Regions from separate parts of the Mus musculus genome. Here region 2 is linked to region 1. A link is a contact called in public Hi-C data. All regions are on one chromosome and are shown on one strand. Each heading gives the region's core, a stretch centred on a gene start, on an enhancer-like site or on the middle of the called end of the contact. The rest is flanking DNA. Distances are from core to core; before and after follow the strand shown.

The links. A called contact is a pair of places that touch in the nucleus more often than the background predicts.
Region 2: a Hi-C map of tail fibroblasts shows a contact between it and region 1, with 8 times the contacts expected there. The contact joins two enhancer-like sites. A contact is called at or near these places in 1 of 39 promoter capture datasets (hippocampal neurons), 2 of 15 datasets of contacts at CTCF or cohesin (hippocampal excitatory neurons and pro-B cells), 18 of 484 Hi-C or Micro-C datasets (the Ba/F3 cell line, CD4 T cells, the G1E-ER4 cell line and 12 more) and 2 of 115 datasets of contacts at active chromatin or transcription factors (acute myeloid leukemia and embryonic stem cells).

Annotation. Positions count from the first base shown.
Region 1 is chr4:8,493,774-8,500,604 of GRCm38.p6, forward strand. No RefSeq gene overlaps it. Among named protein-coding and RNA genes, the nearest start is that of Rab2a, 38 kb to the right of the region's middle. Within about 2 kb of position 5,383, at least 30 of the 459 cell types and tissues checked have an H3K27ac peak or open chromatin away from gene starts, as enhancers often do. A contact at or near this core is called in tail fibroblasts, where this site is marked.
Region 2 is chr4:9,091,539-9,099,010 of GRCm38.p6, forward strand. No RefSeq gene overlaps it. Among named protein-coding and RNA genes, the nearest start is that of Gm50597, 26 kb to the right of the region's middle. Within about 2 kb of position 5,708, at least 51 of the 459 cell types and tissues checked have an H3K27ac peak or open chromatin away from gene starts, as enhancers often do. A contact at or near this core is called in tail fibroblasts, where this site is marked.

The DNA of each region.
Region 1 (6,831 bases), core at 4,133-6,632:
CAACTTTTAGATCGTTTACTTGTGTCTGGAGCCTTTCGATTTTATCACACAACTCCTTCCTTTCATTCATCATTTTTTCCACAGATACTAAGAGCAGCCAGCCAGTAAAATCATTTTTCGATTTTTTCCCCATCTTGTAGAAAGCTTTGTGCACTGAATCACCTAATTCATTAAGAAAATCAAGGGCATTAGCTTCTTTAAGTTCGGAATATAGTTTCAACCATGGGTCTTCAAAATTCTCTGAGCTCCCAGGAGGGAGAGAATCTGGAGAGTTTTCAATAGTTGAAAGTGCTGGTGGATCAACAAGCCAATTCCAGAATTTTAAAAGATTCATCCTTGTACTTCTGTTACTCTAGAACCACTCCTGGTACCAACTTCTGTATTAGTCAGGGTTCTCTAGAGTCACAGAACTTATGGATAATTTCTAAATAGTAAAGGAATTTATTGATGACTTACAGTCGGCAGCCCAATTCCCAACAATGGTTCAGTCGCAGCTGTGAATGGAAGTCCAAGGATCTAGCAGTTACTCAGTCTCACGCAGCAAGCAGGCGAAGGAGCAAGAGCAAGAGCTAGACTCCCTTCTTCCAATGTCCTTATATTGTCTCCAGCAAAAGGTGTAGCCCAGATTAAAGGTGTGTTCCACCACACCTTTAATCCCAGATGAAAGGCATAGCCCAGATTAAAGGTGTGTTCCTTAACTCGGAGATTCAATCTTCTGGAATCCATAGCCACTATGGCTCAAGATCTTCAAACCAAGATCCAGATAAGGATCTCCAAGCCTCCAGATAAGGGTCACTGGTGAGCCTTCCAATTCCGGATTGTAGTTCATTCCAAATATTGTCAAGTTGACAACCAGGAATAGCCACTACACCTACGAATTGGGATTTGTATTTTCTGGTTGTTTTGTTTTATTACCTGTGCACAAAGTCTTTGCTTTCTGTTTTCTTTTACTCTTCCCTGTTTTGACATGTTTGTTTGAGACAGTCTCAGGGGCCCATGGCTGACTTTGAACGTCTCTGATCCTCCTGCCTTTACCTCCCTTGGGCTAGGATGGTAGTAAATGTCCTTTTGCTGACTCTCCCAGGCTCTAACAGCTTAAGAAACAAAACTGAGCGTTTTGAATTTTACCAAGTTAAAAAAAAAAAGATTTTATAGGTTTATTGTTGTTTGTTCCTAAAGTACAGTGGCTTGTATTTTAATTTCAGAATTAGTATTAAAAACTCCCACACCCCCAGGAAAGTTACACTGCTTTAATATTCTGTGACTGATGGGGAGGAGAGATGGCTCAATGATTAAGAGTACTTGGTATTTTACTGAGGGTCCTGAGTTTAATTCCCAGCACACACATGGCAACTCACAATATAACAGACCTGGATGCCCTCTTATTTGTGCAAATGGTTATGTAGTCAAAGCATCCAGATACATAAAATAAATAAATCCTTTAAAAGAAACAAAGATTTTATGATATGATTGAAAAGTAAAAGTTACTATGACTCCTCTTTCACAAGATTAAATAAATGAATGTACCCAGAGCACTTGGAGCAATGCTCAGTATATAGTTACTACTCAATAAATGGTTAATAAACATCTGTTGATTAACCTGAGGGGGTCAGCACATACTTACAATCCCAGCACTCAAGAGTCTGAGATAGGAAGACTAGGTATTCTAGACAAGCTTGAGATATATGACAAGAGTCTGGGTCAAAAATAAAATTTCATGAGTCTGGAGAGATGGCTTAATGGTTAAGAGCACTGGCTGCTCTTCAAGAGGTCCTGAGTTCAATTCCCAGCAAAAACATGGTAGTTCACAACCATCTGTAATGGATACCCTCTTATGGTGAGCCTGAAGACAGACCACTTGAATACATCAAATAAATAAATAAATAAATAAATAAATAAATAAATAAATGTTCATTTTAAAACAAGTGTTAGCAAACTCAATATTGGCTTAAAGAAATGATAACAATTTCATACATGTGAGAAACTACCAGCCTAGCTAGCTTCAGGGGTTGAAACCATACCCGTGGCACTAGGTGTCTCCCTTCTCCTTAGCATAGCACTTCAGTCTCAGGCGGACTTTTCTTCATTGGCTCAGCAGCTGCAAGCTCACTTTCTATAACAGAGTGAGAATGTTCATGGTTTGTCTTCCTCACAGCTCAAAGCATAATCTTGGGTAGGAGTCCTATCAGGCCTCCTTGGCTTACATTCCCATACCCCAAGTCCATCAGTGTGGCCAGTGTGGTGATGTGAATGAGACTGGCCCCCATAGGCTCACACTTTTGAATGCTTGGTACCCAGTTAGTGGAACTGCTTGGAAAGGATTAGAAGGTGTGACATTTTGGAGTAGGTATGACTTTGAGGGAGCACACGTGTCACCGAGGATGAGCTTTGAGGTTTCAAAACCCACACCATGCCAGGTCTCTGTCATCCCCCTCTACCTCTGCCTGCTAGTACAAATCAGGATGTAAAGTTCTCAGCTCTGACTACAGCACCATGCCTGCTTGCCACCACGATGATCATGGACTTATCCTATAAACAAGCAATTCTCAATCTGTAGGTCACAACCCTTTCACATAGGGTTGCCTAAGACTACCAGAAAACACAGATTGCTATATTACAATTCATAACAGTAGAAAATTACAGTTATGAAGTAGCAATGAAAATAATCGTATGATTGGGAGTCATCACCACATGAGGAACTGTATTAAAGGAAAGTGGAGAACCACTGCTCTAAACTGTAAACAAGCTCTCACTTTAATGCTTTCTTTTATAAAAGTTGTCTTGGTCATGCTGTCTCTTCACAGCCAAAGAACAGTAACTAAGATAGCCAGAGAAAATGAATGCAGTGCTGTGGTTAGCCACCCTAACCCTAACAAATGAATGCCTATGGAGGCCAGAAAAGGTGTTGAGTACCTTCAAGCTGGAATTACAGGATGATTTAAGTTCTAGGAACAGAACTCAGGTCCTCTTCAGGAACAGAACATGTTCTTCACTATTGAGCCCTTTCTCCAGGCCCATGATTTGGTTCTTAAATCGCCCCCAAAAGCTTTTTATGTTGAAGGCTTGATCTCAAGTGTAACCATCTTCACAGGCAGAGCTTGGAAAAAATTAGGGTCTTAGGGCTCTGACCCTGGATTCATCACTTACAGGGCTACTGGGAGGTGGTGGAAACTTTAGGATGTGGGGCCTAATTAAAGAAAGTTGGCACTTGTACATGTGCCCTTGAAGAACATATTTTCCTTTATCTCTCCTCCCCTTCTCTGCATCAGGATGCCATCATGTACACAACTTTATACTTCTGTATCTTTGCCCCATAGTGCTCTGTGTCAGGGCTAAAAAAATAAAAGTAAAAATAAAAAAATTAAAAAAAAAAAACAAAGCCCATTGACTATGGATGGAAATCTTGGACTATGGATAAATCTTTCCTTCTGTAAAGCTGATTTGCCCAAGTATTTTGTCATAGCAATGAAAGCTTACTAATAAATACAGTGGGTACCTTTTTCTTGAGAAATATCATGAGGTCAAGGATTTGCTTGTCTCCATTCAATGGTGCTTCCTTATGTATGGAGTGTACAGCTTGGTGCTGAGGCTGATGTGGGTTAAGTCTTCTGGGTCCTTGTCACTATGAGAAGGATATTTGTTATACTACATAGTGAGAAGGAATCAGACTGAGACTAGAGAAATCAGGATGCTCTACTGTCCTCCGTGTCCCAGCAGACACCTACCACTGTCATGGCAGAGCTCTAGAGAACCACTCTGAGATGGTGTGGGAACTAATAAGGGGGCCATGGGGAAGAGAGGGAGGAAAGACCCACGTCCCACCAGAGTTTCACTTATGCTCTGGTCAGATGAACGTGGGAGGGCTGCCACACGCTTTCCACTCAGCCCCGGGTGGGCATCTAAGCCTCTGACCCACTCTTTGGGGGTTGGACAAGGGGCAGCCCAACCTGGGAGCCCTGGGGCCACACCCTGTAGCCCCAGGGTTATGGGAGAGAGGGAAGAGGGAATAAAGGTTCCTACACCAGTGAGAGTGAGCACAGTGGATCTTGATGAGCAGAGACTGTCTATGGTTTTAGAGCTTTATTATAGAAAGGCAGGGAGAAAGAGAGAAGGTAGAAAAGAGAGAGGGCAAAGGCTAGAGAGAAAGAGAGAGTAAAAGGGAGAGAGGGAGAGGAGAGGAGAAGAGAGGAGAGGAGAGGAGAGGAGAGGAGAGGAGAGGAGAGGAGAGGAGAGGAGAGGAGAGGAGAGGAGAGGAGAGGAGAGGAGAGGAGAAGACAGAGAGAGGAGTGAGAGAAGTGAGAGGTAAGAGAACAAAGGAATGAGAGAAGTGAGCGAGGAGAGAAGACAAAGAAAGGAGTGAGAGGGTGAGAGTGAGGAATAAGAGAGAGGAGTAAGAGAGAGATGAGGAGGGGCCTAACAGCCCCTTTTATGGTCTTTACTGCTGCTAGGTAACTGGGGAGGAGTTTAGCCTGAAGGTCAGAAGCTTAGGACATTGCCTACATGACTTCTAGCCATGCTTCTCTTGTGGGGGCTGGGGGGGTGGTAAGTGAGACAGGAGGCAGTTCCAGGAGCATGAGGGAACACCTACTGTGTCATGTAGGTGAATTATCACCCTTCTGGGGTTCAGATCTCAGCTTAACTGGAGACCAGCCTGTCTGTGCATAGCCCAATGCCCCACAAGATGGGAGTGTGATCTTGGGAAAGATGAATGTCCTTCACTGAAACCAGTCTAAAAAGACTGACCGTATCCACAGGGAGGTTGGAGTATACATCTCTCATTACTTATGAGGACTTGGGCCGCACACAAGAGACTAGCATTGGAGCACATGGGTAATGTTGGGATAACAAGGCTTTCTCCTAGGCTTCCAAAATGTAGAGAGTATAGCTCTTTAAACAATAAATGTATAATATTTTCCTCATGCAGTAAAATGATTCAGTGAAATTACAAGACTTTGGGGGATGGAGGGATGATTTTGTTTTGAGATCCCTTCTCACATTGTATCCCAAGCTGGCCTGGAACTTACTATGTAGCCCAAACTGGCTTAGAACTCACTATGTAGCCCAAACTGGCCTAAAACACACTATGTAATCCAAGCTGGCCTAGAACTCACTATCCTGCTTCAGCATCTCCACTCAGGGGTGATAAGCATGAGCCACCAACTCCCAGATAAATTACAATGATGATTAAGGACCTTTTCCCCCAGCTGGGGCTCTACCTGAAGGCAGGCTCTGCAGCTGTCTCCTGTGGGAATTCTGAGTCAGTCATGGATGGCATCTGTCAGGAACCAGGGCAAATTTCAAGGAGATTAAAACACCCTGAGAGTGCCTACAATCTGGAGGTATTTATGATTCCTGAGGTTGAAGTAATAGCAGACCCTAAGGGATTATGGGTAGAGCCTTGTCATGCTGGCAGCTTGTCTCTGCTGATTAATAGGATGTTTCGACAGAGAACGAGCTTAATCTTTTCCACACTGGCCTTGTACCCATAACTCACCTTCTGGTTTTAATAAGAAAGTCAGGCACCTTGGCAGGACAGGGTGAAGGTGAGACAGCGCTTCCCCTAGCTCAGTATTGGAACAGACAGACCAGAATAAAACTAAGAATGTTCGCTCTCACCTTCCAGGCTGGTCATGACTCATCATTTCCACAGGCTTGCAAGGAAAGATCACTGAGCATAAGAAAATAGCAAAAGTAAGCAGACCTTAAAGGAAATAAACCATAGGAGGACACAGTGAAGGACAACAGCACAAAATGACTATATTCAGAGCTGTGCTTGGTCAGTGAGGAGCCCTGAAGACTCACAGTGAATAATTCCAAAGACCCAGGGTCCAGGCATTAATCTGTGGATGAGACAGTGTTAGGGCATTGATTGAACATCAGAGGTGATATGTGAGTCACAGGCCTGTGAGTCTGCAGCTCCACCAATGTCTACAATGTACTATTGCTTTTCAAACTAAGTAGGTTTTATTTACTGATTGCCTGGGGCTCTTGGGTTGCAGGCCCAGCCTGGTTTGTGTTCTGTGCATGTTCTGCTACAGATGTGCACTCCTTCCGAGCCCTACCTTTTATTTCACTTTTGTGTGTGAGAGCGTACATGTTTGTGTGTATACCTATGTGTACTGGTAGGTAAGGATATGTGTGCACATATGCTCATGGAGGCGAGAGGTTCGAGGTTGGGTGTCTTCCTCAATCACACTCTACCTCTCTCACTGAGCTTGCCAGTTACTGTTAAGAAACCCTGGAGGTCTCCCTGTCTCCAGACTCCCAGCAGCTAGGTTTACTGGAAGGAAAAGGGGAGAAAGAAAAAGAGTAATGGAACAGAAGGGGAAGGGAAGGGAGGGGAGAGGAGGAGAGGGAAGGGATTGTGTCAGTAAGATACATACATACATACATACATACATACATACATACATACCTACATACATACATGCATACATACATACATGCATACATACGTACATACATACATACATACATACATACATGCATACATATGATTTGTTAGAGTGTCTTATAGGCTGTGGTTCAGCATATACAGCAATGGCTGTCACCAATGGAAAATCCAAGAATTCAGCAGTTGCTCAGTCCAAGAGAGCTGAATGTCTCAGCTGGTCTTCAGTATATGCCAGAATCCCCAAAAAAGTAGGCTCTAATGCCAGTGAAGGAATGAATTTAATAGCAAGAGAGAGCAAGCAGGCAAAGAAAGCAAGCTTCCTTCTTCCATCGCCTCTATATTGGCTACCAGTAGAAAGTTAGAGTTAGGTCTTTGTGGTGGTTTGGATACACTTGGCACATGAGAAGTGGCATTGTTAGGAGTTATGGCCTTGTTAG
Region 2 (7,472 bases), core at 4,458-6,957, 600 kb after region 1:
CGATTTTGTGACATATGCTAATATTCTACAGTGTGTTTCATCGGCACAACTATCACTTCATTAAGTAATATGGAACTATGCATTTTCCTCTGGTTGGCATACTCCACTCAGTCCTAAACTGCCAATGTCATCCGTGTTGAAACCTCGGCTGTAACTTCTTCATACCCACCGCAGCATAATATTTCATGGTGGGAGCGTGTAGCACTGCAATGATTTATTTTCATGTGTGTAAATATTTGGATTTACTGCCATTTCCTGCTATGTACAATGCTGGTTTGAGCTGTGCTTATGTGTAAGTGTTTTTTGAGGACGTGTAACTGAGACCAGAATTGATGGATTTGGGACATCACTTTCAAAACTGCTTCCAACTCACTTTCCAAAGCAGTGGAATTATAATTCCAACCTTCTTATTCATTTGTCACGGTTTGTGTTAAATAGATGACCCAATGACCCCCCGAAGCACATGACAAATTCTTATGGAGCAAAGTCAGCCTATAGGTTCTGGGACACAATCAAAAATGCAGAAGACCTGGTGAGTACTCTGTTGGTCCCACACCAGCCTGTATCCCTACCCAGAGTGTTGTTCTCCAGTATCTGGGCCTAGGTGGCTGACTGTAGCTTCTTCCCTGTTCAGCTTGCCAGGAGTGGGGCTGTCACTCAGGAAAGCATGCTGCTTAGAATCTGTTTATATAAATAACACCATTCTGAGATGAGTTTGATTTTCCAGGCGAGGTTCTCCCTAGCGCTTGCAACAGGGATTTGAGAGCCTCCCCTCTGTTTGGACGTGCTAGCCAGCATCACTACCCTTCTGGGAGCACTTTCTTCTTTTAACATTCATTTTGATTTATCTCTGTAAGGGCCACAGATAAAAGGCCTTTCAGGTAAGCTCATATGAAGACCTTACATGTGTTTAATGCACATTTAACAACCTGAATAATTGTATTCTATGCGAGGTCAAGTTCAACCTTCAAAAATCATGTTCACTTTCCTTATCAGTCACTCTGTGCACACTGGTGTCGAACTGAATAACAGCCCATCAGGTTTCCGAGAGAGTTATACCATCAGAAAAACTGCCAATGTGGACCAAAAGGGACCCAGCAAGGATGAATGGAAGCAGGGTCTTGGATTCCTTAAATCCTATAGACAGGGAGTAAGGTCGCCCAAGCGACTCAGCTGCAAACACATGTCGCCCTTCTAGAAGCTGGGTTGTTTAAAGTTTTTACAAAAAGTATTTTTAATTTACTCTCTGGGACAGCATGCTTCTAACTCCATTAAAATATTAAATGAACTCAATTGACAGAAACAGAAAGACAGACATTTCTTCCAAGGAAACCGAAGTTTTAAGGAACGAAAGTAATCATGAGACACAGAGTACTCTTTATCAAGATAGCAATGGTTCCACGACGCATGCCTGGGACAGGCTGCTGGCAGGGCCCTGCGAGGCTCGCCTTGGACACGGCTACATCTATAGGATGGGCTTGGGGTTTTTATCATGACATAAGGAAAGTGCGTGAGCTTTGATATCAGGGACTTTGGAAACTCTTCAGCCTGTGGTCTACCTGTAGGGCCCTCAGAAACTCATGTACATCCTCCCTGCTTGCTTCCTCCTTGGTTGTATCAGATGTGCTAGAAACAGCGTCTGACTCACCTGACCTTAATGAAGATGTGCTCCCTTGAGAGTGGTTCTTACTTGAAAATGATATGGAACCACTGTAGTCCTGATGGTCTCCAAGTGGCCAATGGGCATCATTGTTTCAGGTTGTTTTGCTTTTAGTTGGACAATGCATTGTATTTAGGAGATGTGTGAGGGAGTCTAGAGAGGGAACCACGAATGTCGGCTCTATGTGACTACAAAGATTCTGAGCTCGGCAGGCGGAGGGGATGCCCGTTTCCTTCTGCTGTTACGATGAGTTATTGTGTTCCTAGTGTCACAAACAGCACTGCTTTAGGTCCAGAGTTCGAATTCAACCTGGAGCCCCTGGGTTGGTGAGAGCTTTGTCTTTTCTGGACATTCTAAGGGAAAGTATGCTGTTTGCTGTTCCAGGTGTGAAAGCGATGCCCTGCCTTATGGGTCCTTCACCATGTTTAAGACCAGAAACCACAGGATAAGGGGTTCTTATATCAGGCACACTAAACCTGACTTGTCCATCTTTCCTCCCACATCTGAGGTCTTTGTGATTACCTGTAAAATCTGCAATAGTCTCCCCACGTTGAAACCCTCTGATCAAAAGCCTCATTTCTGCATATAACTTTGGCCCCAGGCCTTGGCATCTTTGGGAGACTATTACTCTGCTTCCCAGGTGGGACGGCTGCAGGTAGCATCATTGGGCAGGAAAACCTGTGAGACACAGGGGAGGCAGAGCCTGAGGGGTTAGGACAACGGATGGAGAGGTGTTAGATCAGAAGTCTGAGTGTGGAGGGAGAAATACCTGCCTTGCTGAAGCATGGGAACGGGACCTGGGCACACTTGGTTTACGACAACCCAACTCTTTTGTTCACCAAAAATCTCAAAATTCTTGTAGGCATGCAGGGCAGTATGTTCTTCCTTTGTGTGTGCCTTTCTATATGCATAACGACTACGTAGAGCTCTATTCAAGTAAGTAAAGCAGTCAGAAAATAGCCTGCTCTATCGAAGTTGGCATCTGGAGCCACATAACACTCTATCCCCTCGCCCTTGTAATACCCTGAGTTATTTTAGTGTGAAAACCTTGTGGCTAGAGCTGTTTTGCATAAAGCCCTTCCGAGAGGTGCCTAGAGTGGCAGTTTGTGGTCCAGACTCTTTAGTGAGGGGAGTGTGGGTGTCCAAAGCCTGTGGGTCTCACTCAGTCATTCTCCAATCCTGAAAAAAAGATAGTTCATTATAATGTACTCGCTGGTGGGGAAGGGGAGGTGTCATTTTTCTGCCATTTGGTTGAGATTTACAGCAAATGGGATTCAGAGGATTACAGCATGAAGGAAATGTCAATGTTAAATCTATAGACGGTCCCTTTAGTGCCTCGTGTCATAAATTAAAAGCAAGCACAAGTGGGAAGGCTCGGTGAAGGGGACACAGGGAAGCGCCAGGTGGATCCGTGTTTGCTTTTCTTTCTGGAACACACATGCTCGGCTGCCCTGGCTCACTGCCCCCTCGCCCCTCCCCCAGCAAGAAGCCACTGCATCTGTGTGTCCTGGCTCGCTCCAGCTCCCTCGGCCACCTTAGTAACGTGTTTCCGCAGCTCACTGCAAGGCCAGCATCAGGTGTCACAACTGCTAGGGTGACTGGGTTAATGGCCAAGGCATTTTCCCCAGAGAAGCAGAGACAGACAGACTTGCCTTTGTCTGCTCTGAGAGAAGTTTGAATTTAAAACTTTGTCCCAGACAATGTGCTGGGACCCCTGGGGTTTGGTTGTTTGGCCATGTATGCTTCTCAGCAGTGCCACTAGCTCTGTTAGGAGGACCTGCATCCTGAGGATCTTCTTGCTTTCTTCTGAACCCAAGTTTGATTTGAGTTCATGAAGTCAGGCCTGTGAATGAACCCTTTCTACTGGACTCTCTTGTGGCCTCTCTCCACAAGTGTTGATTCTGAGCATGGGAGGTAGGGCAAGGGCTGGGCATGCTGGTTTAAATCCCTCTTCTTGTCCCCTCACCAGCCCCATCCCTGCCATACTAGAGTGGCTCTGATCTACAGGTATGTCCCTGTAGCTATTACCTTGTTGGTAAGGGTGACAAAGACTTTGTGTAGTCTCCTTCAGTTGTACACAGGAATATGTGCATTAAAATAATTTTTGATAAGTTTATGTATATTATGTTTGTTCACATACATATGTGTAGATGCAAACATATATAACATCATATATGTTTGTTCACATGTTTGTGTGTGTGTGAGTGCACAGACATACGCTTGCACGAGTGCACACACACACACACACACACACACACACACACACACACACACACAGCATTGTGTAAAGAGGTTGTGTAATATGCATGCTGAGTTACATCCCTCATCAGCATTATGTGCTGATGCTTTCACATCAGACCGGCTGTATTGGAAGACATGATCCTTGATGCCAAAATGAAGCCATATGGGAGAATTGTACATGGACACCTGTCCTTACAGGAAAAGATTAGGACACAGACACGCACAGCAGGAAGACTAAAAAAATGCAAGGAGACAGAGAGATCTGTCTGCGAGCCAAGGAGTGAGCTCTTACAAAAATCAAAAACAACATACAAAACAAAACCAGCTCTTGCGACAGCTGGATCTTGATTCAGGCATCCAGAATTGTGAGTTCAGAAATGTCTCTTATGTAAGCTACCAGCTGTAGTACTTTGTCATGGCAGCTGAGCAAACAAATAGGAGAGTCTCCTGAAGCTGCACTGAAGTGGGGAAGCCCAACTATGCAAGCCCCATTGCTGTTCTTAACTACTGTCGGTAATTCGAGTAAGCCTTAGCTTGTATATTGAGAGCGCTCCGCTCCTGTTGAAGGTTTCTCCTGCTGGCCTTGTTTGTATTTACTGACAAGCTCTGACGTTGGTCCCTTTCAGAACTCCTTCATGTGCTCTTGACTACTCTTGTTATTTTTCAGGTGAGCTATGGAGTTTTTAAAGCTTACTCTTTCCTTTTCTTAATTAAAGAAAACAACAACAACAACAACAACAACAACAACAACAACAACAACAGTACTAGTACCTATGCAAAACAGATTTTGGTTTTTAGACACAGAAGGAAGGTTTCAGGAAGCCAAACAAACAATAAGATTTGGAAACTCCCCAATGAGTGCGGGTTTCTGACCCCAGGGCAGTGACCAGCACCCTCATCAGAGAAGTAGAACAATTCCCAAAGGGACATCATCAGGTCTCAGCCCTGGGCCAGCACAGTGTGGATGGCCCTGGTGAGAGGCCAGTCCAGAGACTGCACTTTCTCTTCCTAACTGGAAGCACAGGCTAGAAACCTGCTGATCCAGAGAGGGTGTGGGCAGCCCTGACTTGACTGTGCTCCAGGTAAGCTAGGTGCCTGGCTGGTTGACCCTGATCTACTGGTTGGGAATGTCTGCCCTAGAGGATCTTTCACAACTTCATAGACTGCTTTCTTAAGGACAGAATCAAGTGGCAATTGGATGTTCATCTACAACGAGGCTTCCTATCAATAAATTATAGTGGCTCCCCTGCACAGAGACCTGATTGCTTGGCCTCTATAGGCATACTTGGCCTATGAGGATTTTTTTTGTAAGTCTTTTTCCTAGTCTATAATAATATGCAGTATTAGCATCGTGCCCTGATTTTTAGCTGTAAACACAGTACATAACTTTTTAAAATTTTTTACTGGATACAGTTAGCGGCCTTGTCCATCTTTAAATCTTTAAAAACTACCTGGAAATGAAAAACAGAACAGTCATAACCAGCCTATGTTGCTTTAACGTAGCTTTCAAGGCAGAAGGGGAAAAAGATTGCATATCCGAGGAGGTAAGGGAACGTGATAGGCTGGCAATTCTGAGCCAGCTATGACCTTGAGTGTGATCAATAGGCTGCTTCCTCTTTGTCAGGCAGAGCTGAATTCCAACTATTTTTCCCCAGCAGAGGCATTCATTTAATGATATTAAAATCTTCATTGATTATGCTCCATAGTTTGAAAATTGAAGCGGACCAAGTCAAACTCACTCAACCCAGTCGTCCTCCAGGCGCCATTGAAAGGAGACGTGGACGCGCAGCTATAACTAAATGCTGCCACCTAGAGGACAGAGTCGGTATAGCACCACGCCTGCAGTTGGTATTCTCCGGACTTCAGGAGCCCAGTCTCTGCTGTGTTTTCCTTTGGACTGTTCTCCCCGTGACTCAGATCGGAATACAAAGTGGAAGTTTTTGTATCCTCTAGGGAAATTATTCTTTATAACGATCGTTTAAATTCTCCCAAGATGAGTGTCCAAGGAGAGATAGACACTTGGAAGAGGAGCCCGGAGAGGAGTTGCCTCACATGCAGCTTCTGAAGCGATGATGTGAAGGTCTACATGAGTCTTTGGTATTATCTCCTCCTCACAGCAGAATATGAGTCCGCAGTGTTTCTCCCTGTAAAAGGCCGACAGTTCAAACCCCACACAGACGCCTGGGAAGCTGGTGAACAGTCCATTTCCTCGCCGGCTAGTGCTGTTAGAAGTGGGCTTGTCTTGGGAGAAATTCCAGTTTCAAGCCATCCTAGTCACACAAGGAAAGCCTGTCCCAATGCAAACAACAAAAAGAGAAGGCCTTTCTATTGGCTTAAAGCTAATCCCCGACTCCCAGCCCCTGCGCGCCTTCAAAGCACAGTGCTGCTCGTCTCTGAGGTTGACTGTGGTTCTCAGATTGGCCATCCAGGTTGCTGCTTCCTTTGCCTCCTCACAGAGGCTCCTCCATTTACACAGACGAAGTGCTCCTAAGCTACCGAAAAAAAGCTATGTATTGGGTCATCAGGTAGAAGCACACCGAGGGAGGTGGGCATGTTAGGCGCACCACAACCCAAGACTTTCCCTCTCTGGCGCTAGCCTGGTGACACAGGCTGCGGCTGTTACACTATGGAGAAACTCCGGGACCTGTGTCTTGTGCATGTCTGTAGAGTGGCACGAACACAGGCTGCTTTCTGCCAGGGAAGAAAGAGCTCTCTGTCTGGCCGAGTGTGGCGCAGGCAGGGCCGTGTATCTCTTTTGGGTTTTTTGTTTGTTTGTTTGTTTTTGTTTTGTTTTGTTTTGTTTTTGTTTGGTTTTGGTGTTCTGTCCATCTTGTTTGGGAAGCCCTCATCTGCGTCACTGAATTCAATCCCCTCTTCTGTTTTTGATTAAACTGCGTTGGGTGGAGACTAACCTGGGGTCATTTATGTCCTTCTGATGCTAATTTGCACAACCGATATTTTCTTTTACACTCTGTAGTTTAAGAGGTTTTCCTTTTCTAAATGAAATGTAGGGTTTCACAATCACATGGGGGACCAGACCGATGGAAGTGGTTCTGCTTGATGCCTTTAAAATTGTACAGAAACGTAAAGGAATTCACTGGGTGCGTGCGTGAGCATCCATTGCCATTTGATTAACATATCTCAAGGGTCAGGGCAGTAGGCATCGGCTCAGGGTGACAGTGGTAATATAAGTTGCCCCACACTGTCTTGGGGGGCTCTGCTCATGGGACATGAAACATGACAGTTAGTTTAGTAGAATCACACAATGGGGTGAAAACTCCCAGGGGCTTGCACATTGGGTCTATTCTAAGCCTGGGTTCTCTTGTGATGGCTTTGGGGGTAACTCAAACCAACCTTCCTACAGAGCTTTAATTATGCATAATCACCAGCAAGCTTTGTTCTGGGCTATCACTTTCATCTGAAGCTCAAAGAGCTCAAACATCATTACCTCATTAAACCTTGCAACACCCCTGCGAGGTGAGGCGATTAACCCATTTTCCAGACGGGGACATAGAGGCACAGAAGGTGTCAGTAACTGTCCTAATGTTACATGAATCAGAGTTAGGTAGAC